Regions from separate parts of the Mus musculus genome. Here region 1 is linked to region 2. Evidence: chromatin contacts called from public HiChIP or PLAC-seq data. All regions are on one chromosome and are shown on one strand. Each heading gives the region's core, a stretch centred on a gene start, on an enhancer-like site or on the middle of the called end of the contact. The rest is flanking DNA. Distances are from core to core; before and after follow the strand shown.

What was found. HiChIP or PLAC-seq counts read pairs in DNA pulled down with a chosen protein or histone mark.
Region 1: a contact with region 2 is called in a KLF4 HiChIP or PLAC-seq map of embryonic fibroblasts, with 5 read pairs. The contact joins two enhancer-like sites. A contact is called at or near these places in 2 of 15 datasets of contacts at CTCF or cohesin (the NIH/3T3 cell line and large pre-B cells), 35 of 484 Hi-C or Micro-C datasets (the AML12 cell line, B cells, the Ba/F3 cell line and 21 more) and 7 of 115 datasets of contacts at active chromatin or transcription factors (the HPC-7 cell line, embryonic fibroblasts, heart atrium and 4 more).

The regions. Positions count from the first base shown.
Region 1 is chr17:84,092,747-84,099,974 of GRCm38.p6, forward strand. No RefSeq gene overlaps it. Among named protein-coding and RNA genes, the nearest start is that of Gm35551, 13 kb to the left of the region's middle. Within about 2 kb of position 3,960, at least 164 of the 459 cell types and tissues checked have an H3K27ac peak or open chromatin away from gene starts, as enhancers often do. A contact at or near this core is called in cerebral cortex, embryonic fibroblasts, hematopoietic stem and progenitor cells and 1 more, where this site is marked.
Region 2 is chr17:83,968,076-83,975,434 of GRCm38.p6, forward strand. Gm35457 (a long non-coding RNA gene) reads left to right here. Exons shown (of 3, transcript XR_385836.2): 3 at 1,089-2,389. Among named protein-coding and RNA genes, the nearest start is that of Gm35457, 7.8 kb to the left of the region's middle. Within about 2 kb of position 5,791, at least 134 of the 459 cell types and tissues checked have an H3K27ac peak or open chromatin away from gene starts, as enhancers often do. A contact at or near this core is called in cerebral cortex, embryonic fibroblasts, hematopoietic stem and progenitor cells and 1 more, where this site is marked.

The sequences.
Region 1 (7,228 bases), core at 2,710-5,209, 120 kb after region 2:
TGCTTCCAGGGTGCTGGGACTAGCTAATTATACCTCATTATATCTAATTCTAGTTTTTATTATTCTCCCTAAATCATATTGAAACCACAGTGAGGGAAAAACTATCTCTAGGTTGTTGTTGGTTTTTTTTTTCAATTACATTTACTTATTTATTCCGTGTGTGTGTGTGTGTGTGTGTGTGTGTGTGTGTGTGTGTGTATGTGTTTATGGTGTGTAAAGAGAGAACAACTTTCAGGAGCTAGCTCTTTCCTTCTTGTGCATCCGAGGGATCAAACCCTGATCACCAGGTTTGGCAGCAGCCGCCTTTACCCACTGAGTCATCTCCCAGCCCAACCTGGTGCCTATCAACACTTACCGTGGCAGACTTTTACAAGTCTAGAGAAGAGAGAAGAGGGCCTGAGAGCAGAGTTAGGTTCCCAGCACCAACACTGGGCAGCTTGTAACTGTCTCTAACTCTGGCTCCTAGTTGCTCTACTTCCTCAACTGAAGGATATGGTGCACACAGTGCTCTATGAAGTGGGGGGAGTGGGGGGGGGGCAGGCACACCTCCATCCTGGGTGGCTTCTTAGAGAACAGCTCATTTCTAGGCATCTCTTTAGCTTGCCTTTCTCTTTTATCTACTTTAGAAATGGAGTGAAGCCTGGAAGTGGTAGCACCCAGCACACACTTTTAATCTCAGCACTCTAGAAGCAGAGGTAGATGGATCTCTGAGCCAGCCTCATCTATAGAATGAGTTCTGGGCCAGTCATGTGTGTCTGAAAAAGCCACTGAGAAACTTCATCTGGGAAAACGATAACAATAACAACAGGAATGAGATGATGGGGTAAAATAAAACAGGGTGGTCGCATAATTAACCAAAAGCACACCCAACAGGGTAGTTGTTCTGCCTCCTTGTGTGTGTCAACTTGACACAAGCTAGCATCATCAGAGGAGAGAGAAGAATGCCTCCATGAGATCCAGCTGTAGAACATTTTCTTAATTAGTAACTAATCAGGGAGGGCCCACCCCATTGTGGGTGGTGCCATCCCTAGGCTGGTGGTCTTGGATTCTATAAGAAAGCAGACAAAGCAAGCCATGTTGAGCAAGCCAGTAAGCAGCATCCTTCCATGGCCTCTGCCTCCTGGTTTCTAGGCATGCCTATGAGGAATTATCTTAACTAGGTTAGCTGAGGTGGGAAGACCTATCCTAAAAGTGGGTGACACTATTCACTCTGCTTGGATCTTGGATAGCCTAAAAAGGGGAAAGTTAAAGTGGATTAGTGGTGGCACACGCCTTTAATCCCAGCACTCAGGAGACTGAGGCAGGAGGATCTCTGTGAGTTCGAGGCCAGCGTGGTCTAAAGAGTGAGTTCCAGGACAGTCAAAGCTACACAGAGGAACCCTGTCTCAAAAAAAGAAAAAAAAAAAAAAAAAAGAAAGACAGAAAGAAAGAAAGGAGGGGGGAAAGCTGTCTAACATGAGCTTCCAGGGTGTGAGTGCCGAGTAATCGCCTCATACTCCTGCCTCCAGGAGCTTCCCACAATAAACTGGATCTTGGAACAAACCCTTTCCTCCTCAAGTTGCTTCTGTCAGGGTGTTTTATCAGCAATAGAAAAAGTCACTCAGCCAGCATCCAAGAATGTGTTCCTTAACTTAGGGATGGAGGTCCTGGGTGGTAAATGAATGAACGGGCATTCCTTTAAATAAATGAATAAATCAATAAGACAAGTAAGGTTGTTTGTGGAGAATGGCACAGACAGAGTGCCATTGAAGTTCTGCACCCTGAGGGCCAAACAAAACAGGAAGCTGAGGCTAAGATCCCTCGTGGAGGGCCAGGCTCGGGAAAGGTTGCTTACCAAGCGTGAGCAAAGTCCTGGGTTTGATTCCCAGTACCACACACAGAGACAACAGCAACAGCAAGGACAACCACACTTGGAAGTGTCACTAGCCAGCCACCTTTGAACAATGATCCTGACTGTGGGGGTGAGGGAGCAGGGTACAGGCAGGATTTTTCTGCAGATGGTGAAAAATTAGCATCCATCACTGCAGGATGGGGGTGAGGAGTAGCGGGCGGGGTCACTGAAGGGAGGGGCTGCGTGGGCTTTGATTAGTTCTTTTTTTGCACCTCTTAAATATATCGCAATACTTACAGAATACTTTAAGAGTCTCAAGCCAGATCCTGCCGCCCGAGTTGGAGGATGGCTCAGTGGGCATGAGGCTCTGGGAACAAGCACGGGGACTTGAGTTGGAATCCCTAGCGCTCACCCCATGTGCTTGTAGCCCCAGTGTTGGAAGGCAGAGGCAGGAAGATCCCCAGAGCACACTTGCTGGCTGTCCAGCCTGAACCAAATGGCAAGCTTTCATCAGTGAAAGACCCCCATCTCAGAGGAATAAGACAGAGTGATATAGAAAGACACTTTATGTCCTCCTCTGGATTTCATATGTGTGTGTACACTTGCACACACATGTGTACATATATACAACGCACACACAGTCCTTGGAGCTCAGGCAGTGAAATTCCACGTCACAGCAGTTAGAACAGCAGAACTCAAAACCTTTGACAATGCCAAGTGCTGACACAGATGCAGAGTAACTAGAATGTAGACACACTTCCCCTATGCTATGAGACACACAGAGTGTAGGTGCTTGAGAAACAAAGCCAGCCTGCTTTCTCTCTCTCTCTCTCTCTCTCTCTCTCTCTCTCTCTCTCTTTGGTTTTTCAAGACAGGGTTTCTCTGTATAGCCCTGGCTGTCCTGGACCTCACTCTGTAGACCAGACTGGCCTCAAACTCAGAAATCTGCTCACTGCCTCTGCCTCCCAAGTGCTGGGATTAAAGGCATGCACCACCATGCCTGGCTACCAGCCTGCTTTCTTACAACGGAATGCCTTCCCCAGCAACTCCACATCTAGATATTTACCCAAAGGACACAGGTAAAAATATGTATACAAAATGATCACATATGTAACACAAAATGATCACAGCAGCTCTTCTTACAGCAGCCACAACTTAGGTGCCTAGTCTGCAGATAAACTGTTTAATAAAGGAAACTAACTCTGCATATACACTGTATGGATTCCAGTAAGAAATCTGAGATAAAGCAGCACACATTGCAGGACTCCATGGGTCTTCAATCCAAAGCCACATGAAACTTAGAGGATATGTCACCAACAGCAGAGCCTGGAAGGTTGGGGCTGGTAGGAGGATTCAGGGAACATTCTGGACCGAGGATTGTTCTGTCAGTGTGCTGTGGATGGCACAGGGCATAGATGTGGCAAAAGGCACACTGAGGAGCTGTGCCATAAAGGGCCATCGAGAAGGGTCATCAGCCTTCTGTTGCTGCGGAGCCTGAGGAGCTGGGGTTAGTCTCCCAGGATCCACATGGTAGAAAGCAAAAACTGACTCCCACAAGTGGTCCTCTGACCTCCATCCACATGTGCACTGTGGTAAAAACACAGAGGACATGCGTGTGTCACACACACACACACACACACACACACTAATAAATTTCAATACTTTTCAAGCAACTTTAATTTATACATTTTGTTTCACTATTCCACGGTAGGTTTTTAAAAACTGTATCTGTGATGCTTAAAGGACACTCCACACCGACTAAGTCAGGGACTCCTCTGGGTGACGCTCAGGAATCTATCTGCCTGTTCAGAGCCCTAAGGTCCAGGTCCCCAGGGGTGACACCCACTCGCCCCTCCCCCACTTTGGCCCGTGACACTTCCAACAGGGCAGGCTTGGCGTCCCCCCTCCCTCCAAGCTCCCAACCCCTCTGCCTAGTCGCCCTTAGCAACCAAGAAAGGACTTGCAAATCCTCAAAGTGCAGCCGCCTGGGGAGGGGCGGCGCGGTGTCAACGAGACAAGGACACGTCCAAAACGCTGGGTAATTGCCGGGCTGCTAATGCTCAGCCCTTTGTGCGTCCGCGCGGAGCCAGCGGCCGCGCTCCCAAGCCCCGGCTTTTCAGGGCGGGCGCGCAGGGGGCCTGACGACCGCGCTCCCGCGCTCCGAGGCGCATAATTAATCGGCCTTCACAGGGTCGGGGACAAAGGCGCTCATTCACCCGCCGCTCCTCCCTCCCCGGGATATTGTTATTGCGGAAAAACTGCAGCCAGCTGGGCCGCAGGGCAACGTCAGCGCCATGGGAGAACGGACCGACCGCACCTAGGAGACCCAGTTCTCTCTCCTCCAGAGCCCCCCAGAGGGATCGGGGCAGCCAGGAGCCAGGGTGGGCAGGACGCAGGGTCTCTTTTGCGGGCTACAGGGTGCTGAAAGCGTCGAGGTTTCTGTCGGGCCCCGATACGTTCGAGCTGTGGAAATGGGAACGGCACGTGCCTACACTGGCTCCTAGGAGAACTTAAATGGACTTGCTTGCCCAGGCTAGAGCCCTACCCGGCAGGCCCTCCACAACACCAAGAAGAACGGGTCTGTAGTTAAAGTCAAGGACCCCGAGGAGTGTTGGGGAAACTTGCCTAGGCCCACTGTGACCTTACCAAATCTATAAGATGGCTCCGTGGATAAAGGTGCTTGCTTTTAAACCTGGAGACCTCCACTCGATCCCTGTGACCCTTATTAACCATGGAAGCAGAGACCTCCACGTATGTGCACCACCCCTCAAGCATGTTCCCTACCCCACGGTAACGATAAACAACGTTATTTTTAAAGTGAAGCGGTAGGCTGGACATCTATCTGCATTTTCCTGTTCTTCAAGCCCTCTGGAAGCTCTCTGAAAGCCGCCGCAAAAGTGGCTCAGCGCTCCGCCCCAGTTCATGGGTGAGAAGACAATCTTCAGAAGTGACAGGCCACGGTCACAGAGCAGGGCTGCTTGGACCCTGGGCATGCTGGTTGTGCGCAAAGCGGAGCAGAAGAAAGAAAAAGCTGCTAGAGATTGAGACACTGGCCTTCCTCAAGCCTAAACCCTCCCTGACTTCAAAGCCCTGGACCAAGGCTCGTATTAAAACCCTGACCTCTCCTTGTACTGCAAAAGACTTTGGCATGTTCTGTTCATGGGACCTATGGGGGTTCCCCTACCAGCTCCATCTGAGGTGTCTTTGAGAGACCAGGCCCAAAGCCTTCATGGCTGTGTCAAGGCCACTGCCCACCAAACCTGAGTCATGGCTGATCATGGCAACACTCTCTCACCATTCAGAGGCCCTGGCCTGAGGGCTCCATTCCTCTTCAAAGTCCAGTGTTCCCCCAGGCCCAGCAGAAGCCCAGGTTCCAGGTTGGCAAGGCTGGGCTTCACCTTTCCCTCTAAACCCAAGGCATTAGGCACCAGGCCATTCCTCCTCCTCAGTGCAGCAACAGTTGTGACGAGCCGCCATGGCTTTCTGAAACCTCAGGGTTCTGAACAGCTCCCAGAACAAGCAGGGGCTTTCCAAAACCCTGCCTGCCCAGCCCAGCCCAGCCCAGCCCAACCCAGCCCATCTCCTTGAGACGTTCTGTCCCTCTCAGCCATGCTCTGGAAAATGTTTCCTTTGCCTAAGACTTCCAGTCTTGAGCAGGACCATAGGACAGCAAGCCAGACCGCCATAGAGCCTCGGTCCTCCTGGCAAGATGAAGATGGGAAAGCTCCCTTGTTAGCTAAGGAGCCCATTCTGACCTCCAAGGCACAGAGGGGGCCCAACCAAGCTAACTCTGTAGCCAACATACCGTGCTAGACACTGGAAAGCCAATACCCTATGACAGTCATATCTGTGGATTGGGGAAAATGCACAGAAAATTCCAGAACAAAGCGGAGAGAAACAAGATAAAACAGAGTCCAGCCAAGGCCCAGCCGGGCCTCTGAGAGCACAGACCAGCTGTCCAGCAGAAAGCAAACCCAAGCAGGGCTCCTGAGGTCAACACAGTTCTGACAAGGCTTGGGGCTCAGGCATCCCCCAGTGGTCAGGACACCAGCACAGCATCATAAGCCTAGCTGACTCCCGCAAAGTCGGCTGTATTTACAAGCTAGAATAGCCCACCAGATACGGGATACGGCTTCACCGAAAGGAAAGCAGACTATATTAAAGAGCATCCTTGAGAATCTCGCCTGAAGTAATTGAAGCAAAAAGGTAAAGATGTCTAACTTTTCCTCAGATGTTTTCAGAAGCATAAATCATGGGCGAATCTGGGGAAAGCGGCACGTCAGTGATCCCTTGGGCTAGCCTTGGAGGCTGCTGAAGCATCCCGGACACACATGTAAACCGCAGGGCCAGCATCCCCACATTCAGTCACTGTACCCACCTCCTGTTGCCTGCAGCCCCATCCCCTACCACGTTCCCTCCCAGAAGCACTTGCCTTCAAAGGCAGGTATCTTCCATCAAAGCACTTTGTGAACCCCAAACTGGTTTGACAATCCTTAAGGGAATTACTAGCCTCTGAATCTCAGATCAGCTAACATTATGGTTTGTGAACACTGAATGCTCCCTAAACCTGGAGTCCAGTCATTTGCCCATGGATTCCAGTGCTGATGGGGTGGGGGCTGGGGTGGGGGAGAAGGACAGAGAAATGATCAGTGCGTAGACTGAATTGAGAAAAACAGGAGAAAACAAACAAACAAACAAACACCAGATGTGGTGGTGATAACCCCAGGACTTGGGATGTGAAGGCGGAAGGATCAAAAATTAAGGGTAAGCCTTAGCTCCATAGCAAGTGAGAGGGCCAGCCTGAGCTACAAGAGAACTTTACTCAAAAAAGTAAAAGAAAACAACAAACAAAAAGGGGAAGCTAGCGGAGACCACGTAGATTTTACAGCCTACACATCAATATTACATGTCGACACTACATGTCAGTATCCCATGTCAATACTACATGTCAGAACTACATGTCAATACACGTCAGCACTACACATCAGTACTACATGAGTATCACACACTCAGGCCAGAGCTAATGGGGTTCTTCTTTAGCCAAGGCTAGTTAGTGAACACACTCAGGCCCACGTACAGAGGCCCACAGTCTGAATCTTGCCTTGTGTGCTTCAATGGGTCCGTTACTCTCAAGCACACACTTCTTAGCCCTGAATATTTCAAGTTGATTACTAGTATTTCCTCAACGAGATGAGTAAGATAGGGGGCTTGCTTGCTTGCTAAGCCTTCACCGAGCTGTGCTCACAGCCTGGGAGAAACACTGACCCACCAGTGAACCCTAAGTAGCCTCTAACCCCATGAGGAAAGGAACTGCATTGTCTCCCTCTGGCACTTAGCAGAGTCGCTGACGCACAGCTGGCACGGAGTCCTGAGTTGGGTTGAGGTGAACAGCTGTCC
Region 2 (7,359 bases), core at 4,541-7,040:
ACTCAGAATCTGCCTGTCTCTGCCTCCCAAGCGATGGGATTAAAGGCGTGCATCACCACTGCCTGGCTATATATATATAAAGTTCACTGTAGCTGTCTTCAAACGCACCAGAAGAGGGCATCAGATCTCATTATGGGTGGTTGTGAGCCACCATGTGGTTGTTGGGATTTGAATTCAGTATCTTTGGAAGAGTAGTCGGTGCTCTTACCCACTGAGCCATCTCACCAGCCCCCTAGATTTATTTATTATGTCTGCACATACACCTGCAGGCCAGGAGAGGGCATCAGATTCCATTACAAATGGTTATGAGCCACCATGTGGTTGCTGGGAATTGAACTCAGGATCTCTGGAAGAGCAGCCAGTGCTCTTAACCTCTGAGCCATCTCTCCAGCCCGCATATGAATTTTTTGCCTGCATATATGTCTGTGTACCACATACATGCCTGATAGCTACAGAGGCCCAAAGCGGGTGTCCGGTCACCTGAAAATGAACTTACAGACAGTTGTGAGCCGGGTGCTTGGAATTGAACCCAGGTCCTTTGGAAGAACAGCCAGTGCTTTTAGCTTCAGAACCATCTCTTCATCTTTTGTGGGTTCTTTTTTTTTTTTTTTTTTTTTTTGGTTTTTCGAGACAGGGTTTCTCTGTGTAGCCCTGGCTGTCCTGGAACTCACTCTGTAGACCAGACTGGCCTCGAACTCAGAAATCGCCTGCCTCTGCCTCCCAAGTGCTGGGATTAAAGGCGTGCGCCACCACGCCCGGCCTTTTGTGGGTTTTTAAAGGTCTTTCTATTCTATGATGTAATGATGTTTGGACCATATTCTCCTTCCTGCCTGGAGGCCTGTTTAAGTATCTAGTTTAAGGTAAGATCTCAGGAGAGACTTACTGTGCTATCTTCTGCCTTCTGGAATCAAACAGGCATGGCCACTGAGAGCAAATGTTCTTATCATCAAAGACCTCCCCTCAAGGAGGCCAGGAGGAGCAAGGGGCCTTCAGAATCACATCATAAGCATTCTATCTCCTTCCTTTCCTTCTATTTTTAAATTTATGTACATATAAGTTTTGTGTGAATATTTGCCTTGCATATGCAGGTTCCAGAAGAAGCCAGAGAAAGCTATTGGATCTCCTGGAGCTGGGCTTAACAGAGAGTTGTGATCCTCCTATGTAGTGCTGGGAACCAACTTCAGGTCCCCCAGAGTGCGCTTAACCTCTGAGCCTCCCGCCCAGCATCACTACGGCCTAGGTTAATCTGTTCTTGTTAGCTAGAATGGACCCTGTAGGGTCTGCTCTAGCCTGGCTGGCCTCATACTCCTCTTGGCTCAGTCTTAGAGTCGTTTCCCAGCTCGGGCTGGAAAACACAGCTGGCCTTTCAGAAACTGACTCAACATCCATCTTAAGATTCAGCCCCAGCTCTAGGCAGCCAGTCCCAAGGAGCCAGTGAAGACCACAGAGGTCCTGTCTCTGTTCAGGAAGATTCGTTGTTAATCTAAGATAACCAGACCAGAAACTCTGCAAAATGCAAACGCAGGCACTTTCAAGCACAGCCTCACGGTTTCAGTCCCCATGGCCTCGTTCCGCCAAACACAGTAATGGCCAGATGGAAGAAATTCATCTCAGCAGGAACATATGTTTCCCTCTGCGACTTCTCCCAGGGCCCAGGTCAACAGCCCTGAAGAAACTGCCTGGAACCAGGCTAGAGCAGGAAGCAGTCTTGGAGACTGGAGTCTGAACAGAGCATTGTAATCATAGAGTCTGAACCTTGAACCCCAGGACGCAAAGGAAATGTGGCTTGTTTAGGAGCCACATTCTAGATAAATCCAGGAAAAATATTTGGCCTGGATCTGAATTTGAATTGTGATCGGGGGCCCAAACGCTCTTCAGTTTTTAAGGAGATAGTATTCAAAGTCCCAGCATCCACCACGCTCCCAGCATCCACCACGCTCCCAGCATTCCCACCACGCTCCCAGCATTCCCACCACCTTCCTGGCACTCACCTCAGGCTGAATTCCTGCATACCTGCCTCTGTCCCTCTATGCTTTGGGCCACAGGATAAAATAATGGAGGTGTGACTGGACACATGGATAGAAACAATAATCCATTCTTTCGTATTTTACTGAGACCCCTAAGCTTCTGCATCCTGCCAGACTTAGTTATTTCTCCCTCAGCACTTTGAATCTATCACCAGGAATGGCCTCTGTGTCCGTACCCCAACCACATCCTCCCCAGCTACAACGTGGATCCCTACTGTCTTCCTTCCCTCCCTCCCCTGGAACACTCAGGATCCTCTCCTTTGAGCTCTTTACTCTTGGTGACTGAACTACTAATGTAGCATCAAGTTCACATTGATGAAAATGAGTAACATTGTGACATTGTCTATTATCTCGTACATTTATAAAGAATCATTTGACAAAATTACAATTTATAATTCTTCTAATTTTTATTGTCCATCCTAGAATGAATATGTGTGTGTGTGTGTGTGTGTGTGTGTGTGTGTGTGTGTGTCAGAGAGAGAGAGAGAGAGAGAGAGAGAGAGAGAGAGAGAGAGAGAGAGAGAATAGTTTTATAGATAGAGAAGAGCTAGAGAAAGCAGAAACAAGACAAAATGTAGATATTGGTAATCCTGCATCAGCATCCTGTTGCACTAAACCTCCAGCCCCAATATGCCCATGCAAAAACACACAACTACATAACTTTATAAGCTGCACGCCTAGATTGGGCAGATCTACCACTACACTACTCTATTCCTCAGCTATGAGATCCCTTGCTACTTGTGGCTTCTTAGGGCCATGAGGTTCTGCACCATCTTCCTTCCACCTCCTCTTCTTCCTTTCTCTCTTCCCCTACTCGCTAAAACAAACAGCACCAGGGCCGCCCACAACAGTGTCCCTCCTGCGGGCATAGAGCTGTGTATGAGCCTCACAGCTGAGACTGATGACTCCAAAGCTACACAAGAAGAAGGGGACAGTGAGATGGAGAAAGAGAGAATAAGTGGCTGGGCTTGGCCCGTCTGGGGTGGCTTTATTTTCCTCCTTTTTTTCCTTTTTTTTGGGGGGGGTGTCTTTATTTTCAAGAGTTAAGGCAGAGGAAAACTTAATTTTTATGCTAATAGTTTAGGAAATCTGACTACCATCATTGCTGGTTTCTTGAAATGTCAGACAACAGTTTTGGTCTCATTTTTAGTACAAGCAACTCCATTTGGGTTTGGTATGGTGTACTGGGGCCTAATGCTGTAGCAGAACATAAAATAAATCATATATATTTTTTTCTGTGTCCAGACACTTTACAAAACAAACAAAAAACAATAAAAACAGGGGTTTTCTGTGTAGCCTGACTGGCCTGGAACTTGCTCAGTAGACCAGGCTGGCCTCAAACTCAGAGATCCACCTGCCTCTGCTCCTGAGTGCCAGATTAAAGGTGTGAGCCACCACTACCTGGCTTATTTCCATCCTCCAACCCACTTTTAAATATAGAATCTTAATATGTAAACTTGGCTAGCCTTGAACTTGAGACAATCCTCCTACATCAGCCTCCGTAGCATCAGGATTACAGGTATGAATGAGGCACTGTGCACAGCTCACAAACACACTTTTTTTTTTTTTTTTTTGAGACATGGTCTCACTGTATAGACCAACCTGGCTTTGAACTCACAGAGATCTGCCTGCCTCTGATGCATGCGTGCTACCATACCTGGTCCCAGCTCTTTAAAGTAGTTCTACCCAGAGGAAGTTTAAAGTGAAACATGTATTTAAGGTAGAATTTTCCATTAGTCACGTTTTAAAAGTACAAATAAACCCAAGAAAACTTAATTTTAGCAGTATGCTTTTATTGAACTCAATATATAAAAATGTAACTTTAATATAGAATCATTATAAAAATTATTTTGCTTTTTGGCCAATCTTTTGATATCCTTTAAAAAAAATTCTTACCAGCAATGTAAATTTGACTGCTAAAATTTCACAGCAACCTCATCTGTGTTAGGCTTAATGACTTCTGTCACTTCCATGGGACCTTCCCTTTCACAGGCTCCTAAATGGAGCCGGACAAGCCAGGGCATTCTGGGAGTTAAGCAGCTCCCATGGCAGTGAGCTCACAGAGTCCTTGGTGAGGAGTTGACAAAGGACACTCAGTCCATTGTTTCCCTAGAGGCGCGCTCCCGGAACAGCAGCTGGGCTGGAAGAGCAGCAGTGCTCAAAGGGAGGGAGGCTGAGAAGCAGAGCAGGGAGAGCCCCCTCTTTCTGTAGAGTAGAAGTGGGCAGGGCACAGAAAGGGGAGACAGGTGGGTTTCTATGGGCTCCTTAAAGCGTTCAAGCAGACAGTTCTCCAGTGTCACAAGGTGGCCTGGCTTGCTTCTCAACGGCATTCCTCCTGAGCTGGAACAAGGTAATTGTTCCCAATACCAGATCTTCTGACCACCCAGCATAGGTGGATTCAGAGGCCCCAGGAATTCCTCCAGGAAGCCTACCCTTAACATGTCTTCTAAATCACATGCGGTCTAGGATCAATGGACACAAATCTGGGCTGAGCAGAGCTTGGGCAGAGGCCAGAAGGAGAGGGTACCCAACCTGAACAGAGGGGCGGGACAGTCGTTCCTTGCTGGCATAGACAGACTACAGAGACCCAAAGAAAGTCAGAGGTCAGCTTAGATCAACCCTTAGGTAGTTAAAAGAAGCAGACCAAACACAAAGTGTGTGTACGTGTATGTGTGTGTAGGATGGGGAGGATCCTGGTTGTCATGGTACTGGGGCCCCTGAGCCAGGCCATGAAGGCTGAGCTCAAGCAGGGGTAAGGCTTTGAGAGGAAACTGCAATTAAAAGACCAGCTGTCAAGAGGTCCCCACAACCAACAGTGAAGAGACCCTCAACTAGGACACGGGCACCCAAGCAACTTGACTGCAGAACCTGAAGATGCCATGGACTTCCTGTCCTTTCTGTTAGGGAAGTCAGGGCTGAAGCCCATGTAGCCCAAGGCCATCTTCTTATAGAGGAGAGACCAAAGCAGACTCAAAGTCGAGCTGGAACTAGGCTAGTCCCTCAGGCTTTCTCATTGGTTTTCCATCCCACGTGGTCCCCCATCCCACACATGGCCCCCCATCCCACGTGGTCTCCTTTCCTACGTGACCCCACATCCCATGTGGTCCTACATCTCACATGGTCCCCCATCCCACATGGCCCCACATCCCATGTGGTCCTACAGCTCATGTTCTCTCTTTCATCCTTTCTCAGGATTGAGCTCTTTTTTATGATTCCCTTTTCTGGTTAGGAAATATTTCCTGTGCATGGTTGATGTTAGACACATCAGAGCAAACTCCTAGAATGGTTGGCCAGGTGTCACCAGGTGTTGGCAGACTAGGGGCATAAAACAGGCAAAAGTCACAGGCTATAGGTCTTTGAGATGGCTACAGTCGGGTGGTGGCATTTGGAACATGGAATAGGATTCAAGTGACAGGGCTGACCCCCTGAGGGTGAGCCTCTTCCTGCTCACCCTGAGTTTGTATTCACAATACAAAACTCTGGCAACAGGTGGCAGTGCTACTCCGTCCTGAATCCAAGATGGCTTGCCAGGAGATGTTCTGAAATGCATTCATTCGTTCATTCGTCCCACGAGTATTTATTGAGTGTTTACAATGTGCTGGAGACATTTCTAGATCCTTGGGATACAATATTCAATGCAGGAAAGAACTGCCCTCTGGGAGCTTCCTCCTCAAGCAGGAAGACAGCGAGTAAAAGAGAAACACATCTGGTGTGTGGTGTGGTGAAAGAGAGAACAGAGCCTAGGGGAGAAAGCTGAGAGTGTGGAGTTAAATCCGAAGGCAGAGATGAGACGAGCGGCATTGAAGGAGGGGTGGGGCTGCTGCAGAGGCTGGAGAGGAAGGGACGGGTCGTCTGCAGGGATGGGGCTTACTGGAGTGTGGGTTTGTTACTCTATTCTGTACTTGTCTTGCTGCTGTGATAAAATGCCTCAGAAAAGGAACTTAAGGAAAAGGGGTCTACTCTGGTTCGTACGTAGCCTGAGGGTACCGTCAGAGTGTGTCAGGGAAGCCTGGCGGCAGGAGTCTGAGGTGGCTGATCTCACCGCATCCACAGTCAGGAAGCAAAGAGACAGCAGATGCTGCTGCAGCTCACCTTGCAGGCTCCTTTCCGTTCAATGTTTGACCTCAGTCCATGACATGGTACCACCCACTCTAGGGTGGACCTTCCCACCTAGTCAGCCTAATCTAGATAAACCCTCACAGGCAAGCGGAGGTTTGTTTTCCTTGGTGAATCCCAAACCAAGGAGTTACAGTCGAAGAACCGTCACAATTACACGTGTCGGATGAGGAAGACTCACAGTCAGAGAGGAACAGACACTGTCCAAAACGAGAAATCGAAATTTGGAGGGCGCTTTGTCTCACCTGTCCTGTCCTGATGTCCCATTCGGTCCTGGGACTACGTCCCCTCAATGCGGCAGATCCACAGGCTCAAATCCTGCCTGCTTTCCTTTCTAGGCACGTTTTGTGACCAACCTTTAGTTATTGTGTGTAGTTATTGAGGTCCTGAGAGTAAAATATTGTTCAGGATGTATATCAACCCCACCTCCACCCTGCCCATTATCTATGAAACTTGAGAAGGTATGGATCTCAGGAGTTCTAGCAAACAAGGAAGTCCCAAAACAGAGGGTAGCTGGTGCCCGACGATAACCTTAGAGGAGAATGAGTGACTGTCTTAGTCTGTAACAGAATGCCGCAGGCGGGTGGTTTATCATGAAAGGAGAGTTACTTCTCACAATTCAGGAGACTGACACTGAGGTATCCAAGAGACCTTCTTGCTACATCATAGCATTGTTGGGATATATATATATATATATATGAATGAATGAATATGGCAGAGACAGAGGGAGAGAGACAGAACAAACTTTTATTTTATAACAAATCCATTTCAGAGGGAACTAGTCTATCTACTCTCTCAACAATGGCATTAATCCACTCATAACAATAGGGATCTTGACCTGTTCACATCTTAAAGGTCCTGCTTCCTGTCCCTTCCCAGCAGTAGCTACATTTCAGTAAATGTCACATCGGGGAGAGAACATTGAAACACTGGCAGATGGAGCACTGTGAGGATGGAAGCAGTGTGTGTGTGTGTGTGTGTGTAGCCACTTTCCCTGCCCAGAGCGCTTGTTATTAGAGACCTTCTCTTTTGTGAAGCTATTTGCTTGGCTTTTGAGACAAGTGCCCACTATGTAGCCCTCACTGGCTTTGACCTTGCAGCCCTGCTTTGAGCTTTCCTGTTCAGGTAGCCTGAGAACATGTTCCCTTTACCCGCAGATTGGTTCTGAGACAAAGATACATTACAGGTAAAGTCATGCTTATGACTCAACCTGCAG